Regions from separate parts of the Mus musculus genome. Here all the other regions are linked to region 1. Evidence: chromatin contacts called from public HiCAR-type and promoter capture Hi-C data. All regions are on one chromosome and are shown on one strand. Each heading gives the region's core, a stretch centred on a gene start, on an enhancer-like site or on the middle of the called end of the contact. The rest is flanking DNA. Distances are from core to core; before and after follow the strand shown.

What was found. Promoter capture Hi-C pulls out the DNA fragments that hold promoters and counts their contacts. HiCAR-type assays count read pairs that join an accessible place to other places.
Region 2: a contact with region 1 is called in a HiCAR-type map of astrocytes, with 2.9 times the contacts expected there. The contact joins the promoter of Nav2 here to the promoter of Fancf in region 1. A contact is called at or near these places in 1 of 39 promoter capture datasets (pre-B cells), 1 of 115 datasets of contacts at active chromatin or transcription factors (astrocytes) and 1 of 9 other capture datasets (liver).
Region 3: a promoter capture Hi-C map of pre-B cells shows a contact between it and region 1, with 4 times the contacts expected there. The contact joins the promoter of Dbx1 here to the promoter of Fancf in region 1. A contact is called at or near these places in 5 of 39 promoter capture datasets (the C10 cell line, cranial neural crest, hippocampal neurons and 2 more) and 2 of 115 datasets of contacts at active chromatin or transcription factors (astrocytes and large pre-B cells).
Region 4: a contact with region 1 is called in a promoter capture Hi-C map of pre-B cells. The contact joins the promoter of Htatip2 here to the promoter of Fancf in region 1. A contact is called at or near these places in 5 of 39 promoter capture datasets (cranial neural crest, frontonasal cranial neural crest, maxillary cranial neural crest and 2 more), 1 of 484 Hi-C or Micro-C datasets (CD4 T cells) and 3 of 115 datasets of contacts at active chromatin or transcription factors (astrocytes and embryonic stem cells).

Annotation. Positions count from the first base shown.
Region 1 is chr7:51,860,454-51,864,229 of GRCm38.p6, forward strand. Fancf (Fanconi anemia, complementation group F) reads right to left here and starts at 1,814. Exons shown (of 1, transcript NM_001115087.1): 1 at 124-1,814. The coding sequence starts at 1,801. The coding sequence ends at 770. It also overlaps a transcript of Gas2 not described here.
Region 2 is chr7:49,244,381-49,248,156 of GRCm38.p6, forward strand. It overlaps Nav2 (neuron navigator 2), which reads left to right and starts at 1,809. Exons shown (of 39, transcript NM_175272.3): 1 at 1,809-2,818. The coding sequence starts at 2,561.
Region 3 is chr7:49,635,226-49,639,001 of GRCm38.p6, forward strand. It overlaps Dbx1 (developing brain homeobox 1), which reads right to left and starts at 1,610. Exons shown (of 4, transcript NM_001005232.1): 1 at 1,124-1,610; 2 at 402-503. The coding sequence starts at 1,490.
Region 4 is chr7:49,757,279-49,761,054 of GRCm38.p6, forward strand. It overlaps Htatip2 (HIV-1 Tat interactive protein 2), which reads left to right and starts at 1,828. Exons shown (of 6, transcript NM_016865.3): 1 at 1,828-2,033; 2 at 2,320-2,515. The coding sequence starts at 1,936.

The DNA.
Region 1 (3,776 bases), core at 564-3,063:
TAACCCAAAGGGGTATGTTTACACTTACTGTGCTCTAAACACTTAAGTGGGTACTCAAGAAATGCTTTAAACTATTTGCTGTTATTTTGAATTTCAGAGTAGTGACTTGTACAAAGAACAAAATTTTCTGAGCAATGCAATTTTAATGCACACATAGGTTGGTAAACAGGTAAAAGAAAGCAAGTTTAGGGCTCTAACTCTAGCCCAGTCAGCTTTGAAGTTAACATGATGCTACCACATGTTGCTGGTTGAATAAAACTTTGTACTACTGAAGAGTGTTAGGAACCAAGTAAATCATACAAAAGTACCCTTCTTGGAAAACGTAAAGCTGCCTTTTCTTTTTAGGGTGAATCTAGTTTTAGTATTCTTACAAATTAGCTTTATACGAAACAAGCTGAAAATTCGATGGCTTTAAGAATTCTTTCACGATTAATGATGTAGCTCAGTGGTGAACACTAACATAGGCAGGGTCCTGGGTCCATTACCAGAACAAAAACAATCTCTATATAATACATATTATATAATATATAAATTTATAGATATTGTGCATATTATATATATTTATATTATGAACCATTTAAAATTGGCCCCTGAATAATTAGGTTTTGGGAGCATGTATATAGGGAATTGGGGAGAACACTGACAATTTGTAAACTGCATAGTCAAGAAGTAGCAGGATGCTGTGCATAGAGGCTTTGGTGAGAAGTATGCTTGTTATTCCCTCTATGGGACAGGGTCTGTCCAGATGCCCAGCCTGGGAACTGAGAATCTACTCTAGCACGATCCCACACTCAAGCACCACCAGGAGGTCTGTCCAGATGCTCATCCCAGGAACCTCGAAATCTCCATCCAAGGCTTTGCGGGACCTTAGGGTCACCAGCACCTCTTCCTGCAGAAATGGCTGGGCATGGCACAAGCTCTGCAGCCTTAGGCACAGCTCTTCCCAGGGCATGTCCTCCATCTGTGTAGGGACCCAGGCACCCTTTTGCAGATCATAGTGCAGCCGCGTGGCCCACGTTGTGAGCAGGTCCAGGTAGGCGCGAGACAGTGCGTGGTGGCAGCCCGCCACGGAGGCCAGGCGCTTGGCTGGCAGATGGCGGCAAAAAGCGGCCAATACCTCGGGACTTTCGAGAAGCCAGCGCAGTAGTTTCTGTGTCTCATCCGCACCCGCAGGGTCCGTGGCCTGGGCTGGCTCCGGGTCTTCCTCGCGTAGCAGCAGCGCTTCGGCAGTCACGTCGAGCACGTGCTCCCGCGGCCCGCGCGTCCACAACGTGTCCAGGAGTTTGCGCGCGGCCGCGGAGTCGGCCCCGCCCAGCTCGTGCAGGCGCGCGTCCAGCAGCTCCGCGTGCGTGCGCAGCAGCGCGCTCCTGGGCGCGTCCCCGCCGAGGCGGCACAGCAGGCGCAGCGCGCTTCCGCGGCGCGCCAGGAGGACCAGGCGCGACTGCGGCACGTCGTCTCGGTGGTCCGCGGCGGGGCCCGGGAACAGCAAGCTCGGCAGCGCGCGGGCGGCGGCGGGCGCGAGCGCGCGGTTCCGCAGCAGGCGGAGGGCGAGCCGCGCGTCCCCGGACTCCAGCGCCGCGAAGCTGCGCAGCCCGAGCGGCCCTCCCCGCGCGGGGAGCCGCCTCTCGAGCGCCTCCCGCACGCGGCCGCGGCCCGCGAAGCGTCGGTACACGTGGAGCAGATAACGCGCCCACTGCAGCGCCCTGCGCACCTTTTCGGCGTCCCACGTGCTCACCAGCGACCCACACGACACGGCCAACAGCTCGGAGAATCGCTCGGTTTGCTGCACAAGCGGCTCCATGGCGGCCGCTTCCGCCCTGACATCCCGAGGCGCGAGCCGATTGGACATGAGCGTGAGCGCCCGCCTCAGCGTGCTGTGCCATTGGACGACGGCCGTGTCAGTCTCGCACCATGGTTTCCGGGGCACATTGGCGCTGAAAATGAACTAGGGCAAAGTCCCAAGCTTTTACTCTGGGTCTGGGAGAGGACGCGTGAGTGCGAGTTTGAGCGCTAGGATTTTATGTGCTCTTTTGTTTTAAAAATGCCAGTGGTAGACATTTAGGCGCTTCCCCGAAAGGGGACCCATGTTCATCATTATTAGCAGTGCGGATGTGATCTGCTTGCGAACTCAAAGCTCTTAAATGGCCCGTTTCCCTGGTACTTGTGGAACCAGGACCCTCACACGCTGTGCTGTGAGTTCCCGGGCTTTTTTCCTTTTTCCTTATTTATATTGTTTACTGATTCTGAGGAAACCTATCACTGAATTGTGCAAGCAGCCTTTCAGTTTGCAGTCCTGCCTCGACTAACCTAGTGACTGGCAGCACTATCCTGAGGCTTACTAGCCATGCAATAAATGAAAGTTTAAGCTCAAAATTAATCTACACATTTATGCTAGACTCTGAATAGTTCTGGGCATTCTTATCAGAACATATAGTTAAGCCAGTTTTGTTTAGTTTTTAGCCATTAGCCCAGACTATAGTGTTTGGCCTTGTGATTTTATTTTAGTCTGTGTGATGGGTTTTAAAGTTTCAGGTGGTAGCTATTAGGAATTACAGAGGTCACTGGTTCATCCACTTACTAAATACTAAGTCACGTGATGTGATAGCCAGTGAAGGACAGGACTGGCGCAGTTGAGATAAATGTAGTTAAAGCTTCCCTGTCCCACAGGAAACACTAATGTTCCTTAGAGAGACTTCAACTTCATAATGCGGTAGACAAAAATAAGAGTCACTAGATCTTAGATGTTAGGGAAAGCCCCATTAAACCTTCCTTTCAACTGAATGCCCAAAGAATACACCTGGAAATGCTTCAAGGCCATGGGAACCGTTAATAAGTCTTAAGCCACCAGAGTGAAAACCAGATCTAATCCAGGGTGAGAAAGAAGTCCAAAACAGCTTCATTTCCAAGTGGCTGGGACAGTTCAGAGAAACTTCACCAGTGCTCACCTTTTCAAAACCAATATTATGTTAAATCTCAGTACCACAGTGAGTAATTATTTGTTTCACAGTAGCCATCTTTTATTAAGTAGCTATGCATCCCTCCGACAGTTTCCCATCAGAAGAATGCACTTTGGATTTCGAACCAGTTTTCCATTTAATTTGGAACAATCTATGTAGAGGCTGAAAGATGATAAACACTTTAATTTCAAGAAACCTATGCACTTGAGGCAGACATTGGGAGGATTCCCAACCCATGTAAGTGTAATTCAAATCAGATTTTGTGTAATTTTAAAGTGCCAGGTATGGTGATTTTAAAGACCAATTGGAAATGGATAGGAGAGCACTGAAAGGCTATATGGACTGATCTTTGATTTAGGCTGCACAAATACTTGCACCATCAGAGGATAGTGGAAAATCACGTGAGAGGAATCACACAAGTTAAAATGTCAGTGTAATATGTGAATACTGTATGCTGAGAATGCCAGGATCAACCTTCCACCTGCTGGTCACACTCTGCAAATCCCCAATATGTAGTAAATAAGAACAGAAAATGGAAGCCCAGTGTTAGCAAACTTTTATTAAAATAGCATTTCATTCAAACACAGGAATGAGCAACATAAACAACTAACATAAGATACTTTCACCAAGAGCTTCCCTCAGGACTCTAGAGAAGATGGAAGCCATATATGTGACATACTGGGGTAGGTTTTTGTTGCTGACTTTCAATATGTACTCTGTGGTGTTTTCAGTAAGATGTCCTCCATTGGCTTTGGTGTTTGAATACCCTAGTTGGTAACACTGTTTGAGAAGGTGTGGCCTTAGGTTAGGCTTCGAGAG
Region 2 (3,776 bases), core at 559-3,058, 2.6 Mb before region 1:
CCCCCCGAGCTAGGGTAGAAAGGGCCTGCAAACAGGCTGGGAAATATGGGAGCAGGGAGTATCATGTCACATCTCAACACTCCAGGGGCTGTTTGAAAACTGAACTTTTACTTCAGTCTGGGCTCTTAGTTTAAGCTACTAACACAAAATGCTGTTGACAGGGCCGCTTTAACAACAAATGCCTCTTTCTCCTAGGCCTAGAGGCTGGAGATCTGAGATCAGGCTGCAGCCATGGTCAGATTCTTGTCAAGGGCTGTGGTTTCTGTGGATTCAGAAAGGCTGCCATTGCACTATCAGAAGTTATCCATCTTCATCGTGTCTCCTCTAACATGGCACTGGGCCCATCATGAGGACCTCTCGGTCACGTACTTACAACCTCCCAGAGGTTCCACTGCCTAAAACCAGTCGAGGATTGGGTATTTATTTACAGTATTTATTTACACTGGAATCAGACAGATTCTGGCAGATGCGGAGCGAGCAAACTGCCCACCACTGAGCTACATCTCCAGCTCCTTTTTACATTTTATTTGAACAAAGAGGATCATTAAATTGACCTCAACCTGGGATCCTCCTGCCTCAGCCTCTAAAGTAGCAGAAATTACAAGCTTACACCCCCATTCCTGGCCACATTAGAGTTTTGCCAGGTAAGTTTGAGAATGATATAGCCCATATCATTAGGATGAGTGAAATTCAACCCTATGGATGTTACAACTTCAGGCTATAGGATAGGAAGAAAGTGACAACATCTGTCCTAGACACAGAAAAGTGGCTTAAAGAGATGACAGTGGGACATACTCCGGTGGGTTCATTAATAATAAAGACAGATTTTTTTTTTCTGGTCCCCTACACTGCCAGACACTATCTCATTTAGCTGGGCAGTGCTTTTAGGGAAAAGTACTCAAACCTCCACTTGACTTGCATGAGACACAGTGTTAGGTCTATAAAGATGGAGGAACTTCCCAATTCAAATCCAAACTGATCTCTAAGGTGGGTGTCCTTGAAGATCAGCCCCATGCACCCTGTCTGCACTTTCTATTTTCCCTTCAGTCCTCAGACCCTGAGTCAGAGAGAGAAAGGAAGGCCTTCATGAAACCATGAAACCAGGGCAGGTTTAGCCTCAGCCTGCCCGGGTCACCAAGCCACTCTAATTACAGTCTGTGGTAGGTGGCAAGGAGGAGCTGTCTTGGGGCGCGAAGCTTCCCCGGCCATTGTATCAGCCTATAAATATTTCAAATACTTAAGTGCAACGTGCAACCTTTGAATGTCGCAGAGGAAGCTGTTGGGACGCCCCTGAGCCCACCCGGAAAGAAGAAATGGCTGGAGTGTCCTTCAGGCGGGGGACAAGGAGACCCGCCCAGTCATTCCCAATGGAGGTGCAGAGAGGTTGGGGCGTGCCTCCGGAACCCGCAAACCGTTGAGATGACCCGAGCGATTTGAAAAAGAGAAACTGATTTCCCCAACACATGCCTGGGGGTGGAAGGAGGCGGGAATCTACAACCCAACGGCGTTTTCAAAGGCGGCTCCGGGGACGCAGGGGTGGCGGCCCGCGGGGAGGCGCGCGCCGGGGCCGTGCCGCAGAGCGGCCACCAGCTCGCTTTGTACTTGCGGCCAAGCGCGGCCCCAGAGTTTCGGCGGCGGCCCCGCGGAGTTGAGGCCACGCCCCCTTGCAGTGCGAGTCGCGACCGCGGATTGGTCCGCGGCTAACCAATAGGCGCGCGGGAACGGCCCGGGCTGTCAGCGCGCGCCGCAGCCGGTCCTCCCCTGCGTCCAGCCCTGCAGCCCGCGCTGCCTTCCCCCGAGCTCAGCTTAGCGCAGCGCTGCCAGCCTGGCCAGCTGCGCGTCCTGGTGCCCGCGCTCTGTCACCACCGCCGTGCTGCGCTGGAGCGCACGGAGCATGGCCAGAGCCGCAGAAGCTCAGGTGCTTGGTGTTCGAGGGGCTTGTGAGCATCGGTGATCGGCTGTCACGCCCAGACAGACCTGTCTGCGGAGATCGCCCAGAGTCTGCCTAGGCGCGGGTGACCCTGTGGCGCGTTTGCTGGGTGACAGCCGCTTCGCGGTTGATACGTCTTGGGCTCCGTGCGTCCTCCGTCTCCCCATCCTCTGCTCTTTTGCTCCAAGGTTCACACCCGCAGGCTCCAGAGCGCGACGTGTGCGTCCCCGTAGCCGGTGTCTCTTCCTAAGGAGCCTTCTCACTTCGGAGACGCAATGACAAGTTAATATGGGCGTCCACGCCTCGGTTTCCCAGGAGAAGAATTGCCAGAGGCAGCGGTCCCCGAGAACCCAGAGCTTCTGAACAGGCCTCCCGCTGCGACATCCGCGCAGGTGGGACCTGCTGAGGGCAGTGACTAGCCCGCCACCCGGCAGGCGCACTCGCAGGATTTCCCCAGTTCCCCGACCCGGGGATTCTGTTTTTTGGGTTTTTTTTTTTTTTTCTTCCACTGTTGGTGGGCGCCTCGCGGGCCGAGGCCCGGCGCCTACTCGGCTGCCCGCGCTGCCTTTAGCGGTCGCCTCCGCCGCCGCTGCCAGGGACGTGCTGGGAAAGCCAAAGCCCCGGGAGAAGATGCCGGCCATCCTGGTAGCCTCCAAAATGAAATCGGGACTGCCCAAACCCGTGCACAGCGCCGCGCCCATCCTGCACGTGCCCCCGGCCCGGACTGGTCCTCAGCCCTGCTATCTTAAGTTGGGAAGCAAGGTGGAGGTGAGCAAGACGGCCTACACTAGCCAAATCCCCCTGAAATCGCAGGGGCTGCAGGAGCCGACGGGGGAGGGGCTCCCGTTGCTGAAGAGCAGCTCTCTGGAGAACGGGTTCGATACCCAGGTGAGCAGTGCTATGTGCTGGGGCACTATTACAGGGTGGGAGTGATGGATGATCCTTCATGAGGGAGGAGGACGGTTGCCTTGAGGAGAGGCTACCATAATGTGATTGGAGAGAGGAAGCATACCCCTTATGCTGCCAGATTGGAAGGATACATTGGTCAGTGGGTGTGGCCAGGAGGGGTTTAGCTGGCCAGGGTGCCAGAGGCTCTCCCGGGGAGCTCTGCAAAGCTAAGGCGTGCTGGCAGCCAGCTGCTTCTATGGGGCTGGAGCAGGTGTAGGGGTGCTTTCAAAAAAATGCATGCTGACATTGGAAATGTTAAGGGCCATCAGTGCCGAGCGCTTGGCCCCAAGAGGATGGGTATCTGCTGTTGTGATGTGTGTCTATACTCAGGTTGTAACCCCAAGGAGTGGCCTGGTGCCTTGATGGGTTGGGTACTACCTGGCTCAGCTGTGAGATCTAGGACAAGGGATACTGAGTGGTTGCCCTGAACTTAACCCTCCTCCTAGCTTGAAGATGGCTGGTCTCTGCCCCATCATTAGGGAGAAGGGATTCTGGCCAGGTGCTGCCAACTGCTAGCTGCTACAGACTCCTAGTAACTGGGGTGGCTTGGCTGTCTCAGAATGGCTGCTGTAGCTAAGCCCCTCCTTCTTGGGTAGTCTATGCTGCCAGCGTTGGTATCTCTGGTGATTAGGGAGGTGATGGTGTGGGTAAGAGCATGGCTGAACGAGAAACGGTGACTTCTACCTTTCCTGGCAGAGCAAGCAATCCCCCTACTGGGCTGGGTGACAGGCCCTGGCCATGCAATCTCTTTTAAGGAAATCCTTAAGGGCCAATCAGTTTCTCTTGGACTCCTGCCTTCCCTGCCGCCTTCCCCCTCTTCTGGCAGGAGGGAGCAGGGCCATGCTGTATTTTCTTGGCTGCCAGTCAGCAGGGACTTTTAGGGACAGGCTGACCTGAC
Region 3 (3,776 bases), core at 360-2,859, 2.2 Mb before region 1:
GTCTGCGTGTGGCTGCCGGAGGAGCTGGCCAATTGGTCACGGTGCTGAGACCTTTGTGGCGAATGGTGGCCAAGTGCACCAACTCTGTGGGAAACGGCGGCATGAAGGGATGCCAACAGCTCCTCGCCGGGAAGGGAACCGCCTCAAATGTGGACCATGACAATTCTTGCTAATTTGTAGAGCAGGGAATTGGTGCATAGTGTCAAGCAGTCACTGCTTGTGCTAAATGGGGTATCAAATTGGCGCGACGGATTCGTGAATGTTGTACGCCTCGCAACCTCTGAACCAGAGCGTAACCCCGAGGGGTGGACGGAGAAATACGACTTCGGGGTAGGGAGCGACCGGCCGGGACTGGAACGGGCTGTCCAGCCCGGAGCGGGAAAAACACGAAAGAGACCTACCTGGGAAATAGGAGGATCTGATAAAGGGTTGGAACGAGCCTTCGAAGTATGGAAAGGCGAACGTCTTGGGAGGAGGGCTCTGCAGCAAAGCGGGCGAAGTTTCTGGTAGGGCGAGGGAAGAGAGAGAGAGAGAGAGAGAGAGAGAGAGAGAGAGAGAGAATGAATTTGATCATGTGTTTGAATACTGTGTGGAGCATCGCGTACACGATCTAATTCACACTGCAGCAGGTATCAGAGGCATCTTTTAGAACGTATTCACTAAGTAAAATAAATTTGCGCAGCGTCGTCTCATTTGTGCCCCCATTTCATCACCATTCCAGAGACTTAGGAAAATAGGGAGGGGTGGGGTGGGCTATTGCAGATCTATCCATAATAGTACAAACCAACACAATAAACGTACTTGTTGGGTTTAAAGCAAAAAGTCTCTTTCCTAGTCTTGAGGGCGGGAACGCAGGCACCAAAGCGCGTGCGCTGAGACGCCCGACTAAGGAACTGCACTCACTGGCCCGGGGCTCAAGTTCATTTTGAGGATACTCGTAAGGCCTGAGACTTTTCTTCCCCTTAAAACCTCAGTACCATCGTTTCATAATCAGTAACCTGGCCCTTGAGGTCTGAGTTCCTGCGTGGAAATGTGCACTAACAAGCGCGGAGGAACAAGTTTGTGAAGGATTGAGTGGCTGTCAGGCCGCGGAACGCACGTCGAGGGCACGGCTGTATCTTACCTCTTCTAGGCGCCGAGGAAAGGATGGCATTCACCCCAAACTTCAGAAACGTGGGCTCGCTGGCAGGGGAGAGGGCGGTCTGTGGAGAACTGCCTCGCCGGCTCCCGGACCCAGGAGAGCCCAGGTCTGAGGTCCCCGAGTCGGCGAGGGCTGCAGGGGCCTCTTGACTGGGGGGTGACAGGCTGGCAGCGGGTATGCTGCGGGACAGGTAGGTGGGAGGCCGGCTGATGCGGATCAAATCTTCTACTAGGAAACTAGAGTGGCCGGAAAATGCGGATTGAAGGGACTGGGGCAGTGTTAAGGTGGGCGTGGGTCGCAGGAGGCTAGGGTATCCCGCGGGAGGCGCAAGGAGGCCGGGGAACATCATGGTTAGAGCGGGTCTGGCAGTAGCTCCCTTTCCCTGGGCCGGAGGGCAAGCGCCTGGCTTCCCGCCCCTCCCCCGATGCCCTCTTTGGCTCAGTATCCTGGTAACCGTCCTACTTGGGCGTCTGCGAGTCTTCTGTGGCTCTCCGGTCCAGGAGATGGTTTTATAGTGGCCCGCCCGCTCCAGCTCTTTGAAAACTGACAGCTCTGACAATGAAGTTCAACAAAGTTCTCCACTCGGGCTTCATTCGCGGGAGGCTCCAGGCTCTCTGATTGGTTCAGGGATGCAATTTATGATTGGATTAGTCTTCATAAGCATGGCCCTCACAATGGGGCGGCAACAAAGGCCGGCGCTCATCAACGCTGTGCATCGACGGCCTCTCTGCTATACAGTGAGTCCCCAAAGCTCTCGCTGGAGGTTTTTGTTCTGAAGCAACACCCGGGCTAATTAAATGCCTATTTAGAAGTTTCAGATGACATCTTGCCTCATAGAAAAGGAATTATTTAAAGAACGCACTAAATTTATCTGCGGCCTCCTGCTGAGACTAGAAAATAAATCAATAAATATTCATAGAACTACATCTCCAGGCTATCGGTAAAATAACTCTCCCTTGTGTGTGAGGGGCCGTGTGGAAAATTTCAAGCCCTTAAGTATGAAAACATACCGGTCTCCAGCTATTTCTCACTCAATGGGACTCGTAGAGCAGATGCGAGGGATGGGTTAGAAGTCCCACTCCCACACCCAGGGAGACTTGGAAATATAGAAACTCCGGTGCCATCCGATGACAGTCCGTCAGGGTTGGGAAGATTTGAGGGGTGTTGTTTTGTTTTGTTTTGTTTCCGGAGAATAGTTGAATTCCAAAGTTAGTGGGAAAACTATTTATTTCTAATTCCCAATAACCTGAAAAGAGGAAGAGAGGGAGGGAAGGAGTGAGGGAGCAGGGAGAGGGGAGAGGGAGAGAGAAGAGAGAGGGGGAAAGAGGAGGGAGGGAGGGAGAGAGGGAGAGAGAGAGAGAGAGAGAGAGAAGAGAGAGAGAGAGAGAGAGAGAGAGAGAGAGAGAGAGAGAGAGGAGAGAGAGAGGAGGGAGGGAGGGAGAGAGAGAGAGAGAGAGAGAGAGAGAGAGAGTGTTTTCAGAGAACTTCTTTGGGACTCCGCCCAGAGTGCAAGGCCGTTCACTTGAAGGAGGAAGGAGCCTGGCAGAGCCCTGAACCTAACCGGGCTGGGAATTCCACTTGGGAAGGGCTCAAAACCTTGAGAGCTCCGTTCCTCCGGTAGCTAGCGCAAACCTGTCAGGGTCTCTTTTTCCCAACCTTTAGAAACATTGACGTTCACCACCTAACTCTTTGTTTAAGCCAGAGAGCCCTTGAAAGTTCAGACACAACTCCAGCTATTTCGAGGCGCTTAACTCCTGCACATTTATTTGTGCCAGCTTCTGGGTTCACTGCAAGGGAGCAATGAATAAAAATTACGAGGAAGAACTAAGTTCACACAGGGAAAAGGGTTTCCTAAGTTTAATGTCTCCAACCAAAATCCTGGAGAGCCTCTCTTGGCTTTCGTGTGATGGTGCTGAGGTGGCTCTGAGCCTCCACTGCCCGGTTTCTGGCTCGGCGAGATGACAGATGTGTTAAATGTCCCATTCATTTCTTTAGTGCGATTGAACCCTCCCCCAAGAGAAGTGTGCAGCCCTGCCAGGCTGCCCTGATCCTATTAGCCATGAACTAACTGTCACTTTCAGCTGGTTTTCCTTTTTGCTTTTTAACACAAAGCTTTCTCCAAAAAAAAAAAAAAAAAAAAAATCTTATTAACCAGCCTATTTCTTTCGATGGTTTTGTTCAGGACGTTTTGTGTTGATGATCGCCATGTCGCTGCTTTAACCATTCATGGAAGTGCATCTGCGATTTATATCACATTAAACCAGAAACCGAGCACACTAAAGCTCTCCCTTGATTCAAATTAAAAAGTTATTTAGGGCCAGACTCTGGGGGTGAATTCATGCTTGAAGACTGGTGAAACTGCAGAGTTTCTGAACCCAGGACTGTTCCTGTGTTAGGAGGAAAAGCCTTCTAGAATGACCAGATCAAAAAAGTGGCCATTTAAATATAGACGTGGCACGGCAGGATTGTGTACGTGCAAGATCTGTTGGGGGAGTTTTGAAAGTTCTTTTTAAAAGTTCTTCAGCAAAATAGACTAAAACCCCCTTTTCTTCCTCTCCTCCTTCTCTCCCCCTTTTCTTTATTTCCTGTTTTTCCTCCCCAAACTCCTCCTCTCCTCCCTCCCTCCCACGCCCTT
Region 4 (3,776 bases), core at 578-3,077, 2.1 Mb before region 1:
AGTAGAAGAACAAAGGCATGTTCTGGGGTAACATGAATTGGGCTGTGTACCTAGCCATGGTATACACTATGGTTCTAGAATCATGACCTGAACTCTTAGAACCTGAATATTTGATTTTAAGTATACTATATCGCAATTTTGAAAAACAAAGCATAGGCTTGCTACAGTCAGTAATCTCTTTAAGAGATTCAATACGCGGGTCCCCCATGTGAGCTGACAAGATCTGAGGGTGTCTTTTCATATGGCAGTCTCTGAGAAGGTGCACGGCAGCACCTATACATCCTGACAGCCTGGCATTGTGGCAGCCCAGTGGGGAAGGACAACAGTGTTCTCCATTGCCTCCATTTTAAACTGCAAACAGCAGAGTCCATCTGACTGCAGCAAGTCGGAAAAGGACTCTAGAGGCAGAATAAACAGGAAGCGCTCAACACAGCCCCTGCAAACAGGCAGCGGTTAAGGCAGGCAAGCCAGGGCAGGGGCTCACAGGATGCTACCCATCATCCTAATCTCCCTGTCCTTGCCCAGCAGGGCTCCACCCCTAGTCTTCATTGCATCTTTGTATTGCTCCCCAGAGTGGAAAAACCTGTGTGGAAGTATTTGAATGCCACGCCTAGGCCAGATTTTCATATAATGACATTCAACCAGCAAGGCGGGGGCGAAAGTACCTTTCATTTGGCTTCTAGATGGAGCGATGGAGCATCACACTCACAGCCCATCCTTCTTAGCTCAGGATCACATCCTGGACTTGACTCTGGGAGAGGGAGTCTGGGAGAGGCTGAGTTAGATCAAGGCAAACCCACATCATGGAAGGAGAGAACTGAATCCTGCAAGGGGCCCTCTGACCTTCATACACCGGTCATAACACCTCTACACACACACACACACACACACACACACACACACACACACACACAAAATAAATGCAGTTTAGAAAGTATCTCAGAGTCATAGTATTCTAATCTCTATGCATCCAAAATCCAGGGCATGCCCAGTGTGGATAGCTGTGTTCTAACCATTGATCCTGTTGTGAATTGGATCAGGTTTGGAAACTCTTCCTACCGCAACCATCCAGAAGGGGGCCAGCACCTGGGCAGGGAGATCAACCTGAAAACTGGTCAAAGGAGCCCCCCTAGCTTCTGGCTTGAGGGAATAGGATATGTGTCTTTAAAGAGGCAAGAAAGAGTTTTGTTTTTCATAGAGCTTAAGTGGAGCTAGGCTTTTTTTTCTTCTTCTTCTTTTTATGTCTTGCTTTACTAACAATTTCATGTTTATATATTTTGATCTTACTCACCTGGTACTAGCCTCTCCTACCTCTGTTTTGAGAGCTTCCTCCCAATAAGTCCTCCTTCGCTCTTGAGACAGAAGTTCATATATTTCAGGGTGTCCTAGAACTCAGAACATTCTGTTTCCAAGGAGAATCATCCTTGCTGGTATTGCCTGCTTGTGCCACCACATCCAACTTTATCCAGGGCTCTGCGTATGCCAGGCAAGCGCTTGATTAACTGAGCTACATGCTACGTCCCCAGCCTAAGAAGAGACTAGTTTTTAACGAGGAGAATGAGATGATTTGGGGACCAAGAGTCAAGTCCGGGATGCCTTTTATCTAAAATCTGAAGGCTCTGGCCCCAGGTGGTTAGGAAGAACGCGGTTGCAACTAGGGTTATGGGGGACGGAGGGAGGAGATCTGTGCTGGGGTGAAGCACAGCCCCACGCCCCCCCCACGCCCCGCCCCGCTGCAGCTCAGCCCCGGGGAGTGTGGTTCGAGCCCTGGGTGCAGCTCCCGCGCAGGGGCGGGTCCCGCGCTCAGCTCCAGCCCTCGGTGGGGCGGGGCCGCGAGCGCGCTGTCACCCGGAAGACGTCGCGGCCGGTAGGCTCCGGCTGGACCTCTTGGGGCTCCTTGCCGGGAGGGGAGACAGCGGGGCTGCAGGCGGCGAGATGCTCGGTCCCACGGTGCTGGGCACGGTCGTAGCCGCGCTGGTGGCTTCAATGCTACTGTTGCAGAGTGGGGACGAGGGGTCCGGGGCTGCTCCCAGGTAACCCCGGGTAGGGAATGGAGCCGGGCCCTGCAGCCCTGCCCAAGCAGGCTGGGTTACCGTGGGCTGCGAGGCTTGGTGGCATAGAGACAACCTGGGCTCATCCAGCCGGGCACCTGTGAGGTGCTCGGATTGGCCACTGTCTGAGCTGTGACTCAGCACTTCCCTAGGGTTGGGACTGTGTAGAGTGAGTCTCTTCTGCCCAACAGTTAACAACCCTTGTCCCCCAGGGTAAAGAGTGTCACCTAGCACTCTGAGACAGGACCCACGGGTGTTGTTTCCCCAGCATGGCGGACAAGGAAGCACTGCCGAAGCTTCGGGAAGACTTCAAGATGCAGAATAAATCCGTCTTTATTTTGGGCGCCAGCGGGGAAACTGGCAAAGTACTTTTAAAGGAAATCCTGGGACAGAACCTGTTTTCCAAAGTAACGCTCATTGGTCGGAGGAAGCTCACCTTCGAGGAGGAAGCTTATAAAAATGTGGTGGGTATTTGAGCTGGGGCTAAAAGGGAATGTAGCTGCAACCATTTTGCTGAGGGGAAGGTGTCCATTATCCAAAGGCCAGGTGGTGGTGGAGACATAGAAATCATCAAAATTGGGCACGATGGATTTAGAAGAGCCCTTCCATTAATCCCTGGGTTGTGACTGGCTTGTAGGCCTGCCTTTTACACTCTAGCGTCCTGCAATGCAGTCCTGTGTTCAGAACTTAGATTGGAATGGGGTATGGTAGTCAGAGAAAGGCGCTGTTTATAGTTCCTAGAGCGCACTGCTTGCACATTTTGCTTACCAGTGTGTTTCACAATATCAGAATGGAAAAGTGTGACAAGGACTTTTCTCCCAAGCAGGAATCCACCCCACAGCCCCTGACTCCCCAGACTTGTGTGTTTGTAAACACATACTGGCTTCCTGAAGTTACAGCAAATGGTAATGCCAGACTTCCATCTGGAAATGATGCCCAAGTATCTTAAATTGGAGAGTCGTGGACATTCTGTTCTCCAGTAAACAAGAGTTACCTATCAACTGCAGCAAATTAAACAGCGTAGTGTGCTGCTGGGACCTCAAAGCAGTCTCCCATGGGCCCCACTTTTGCCTAGTGTGCACACTTGCAAATGCAGGTCCTTGATTTCCGTGATTTCCTGGTCGTTTTGTTTTACCAATGCCTGGTGCATCAGAACTTGCTGATTAAAATAGACATCTCTGCTTGGGCTCAGGTGGGTGCTGGGTGAACCCCACAGTCTGGTTTCCTGAACCCTCCCTGTGCAGATTCCTGGACAGTGGAGCCTAAGATTGCAATTTTCTTTGAGAGCAGAGACTTGGTGGCACTCCTCTTAACCAGGCCGTGTTTAATTTAATTTTTCTTTAGTATATAGTATGTATCATGCCAGGAAAATCCTTCAGAGGGAACTAAAGGTAGTGACAACCCAAGATAGCATCTGAACTCCTGTGTGACGGTAATGGAACACTGCACGTTTGATGGCATTCTTCTGCTCTTAGATAGAGTGGCTTAGGTTTAAGACAGTGTTTCTCTAAGGAGGATAGGCTAGCCTCAAAATTGCTTCTGTTTCTGCCAGTGGCGCCTCTCTTAGCTTGCCAATCTCAGTGGAGGCTAGAAATACCATAGAGGAGAACACAGGAGGCTGGGGATGCAGCTCAGTTGATGGAGTGCTCACTTGGCACAGTGAAGGTCCCTGGTTCAGTCTCTTGCACACTATGATTGGATGTGGTGGAGCATACCTGTAATTTT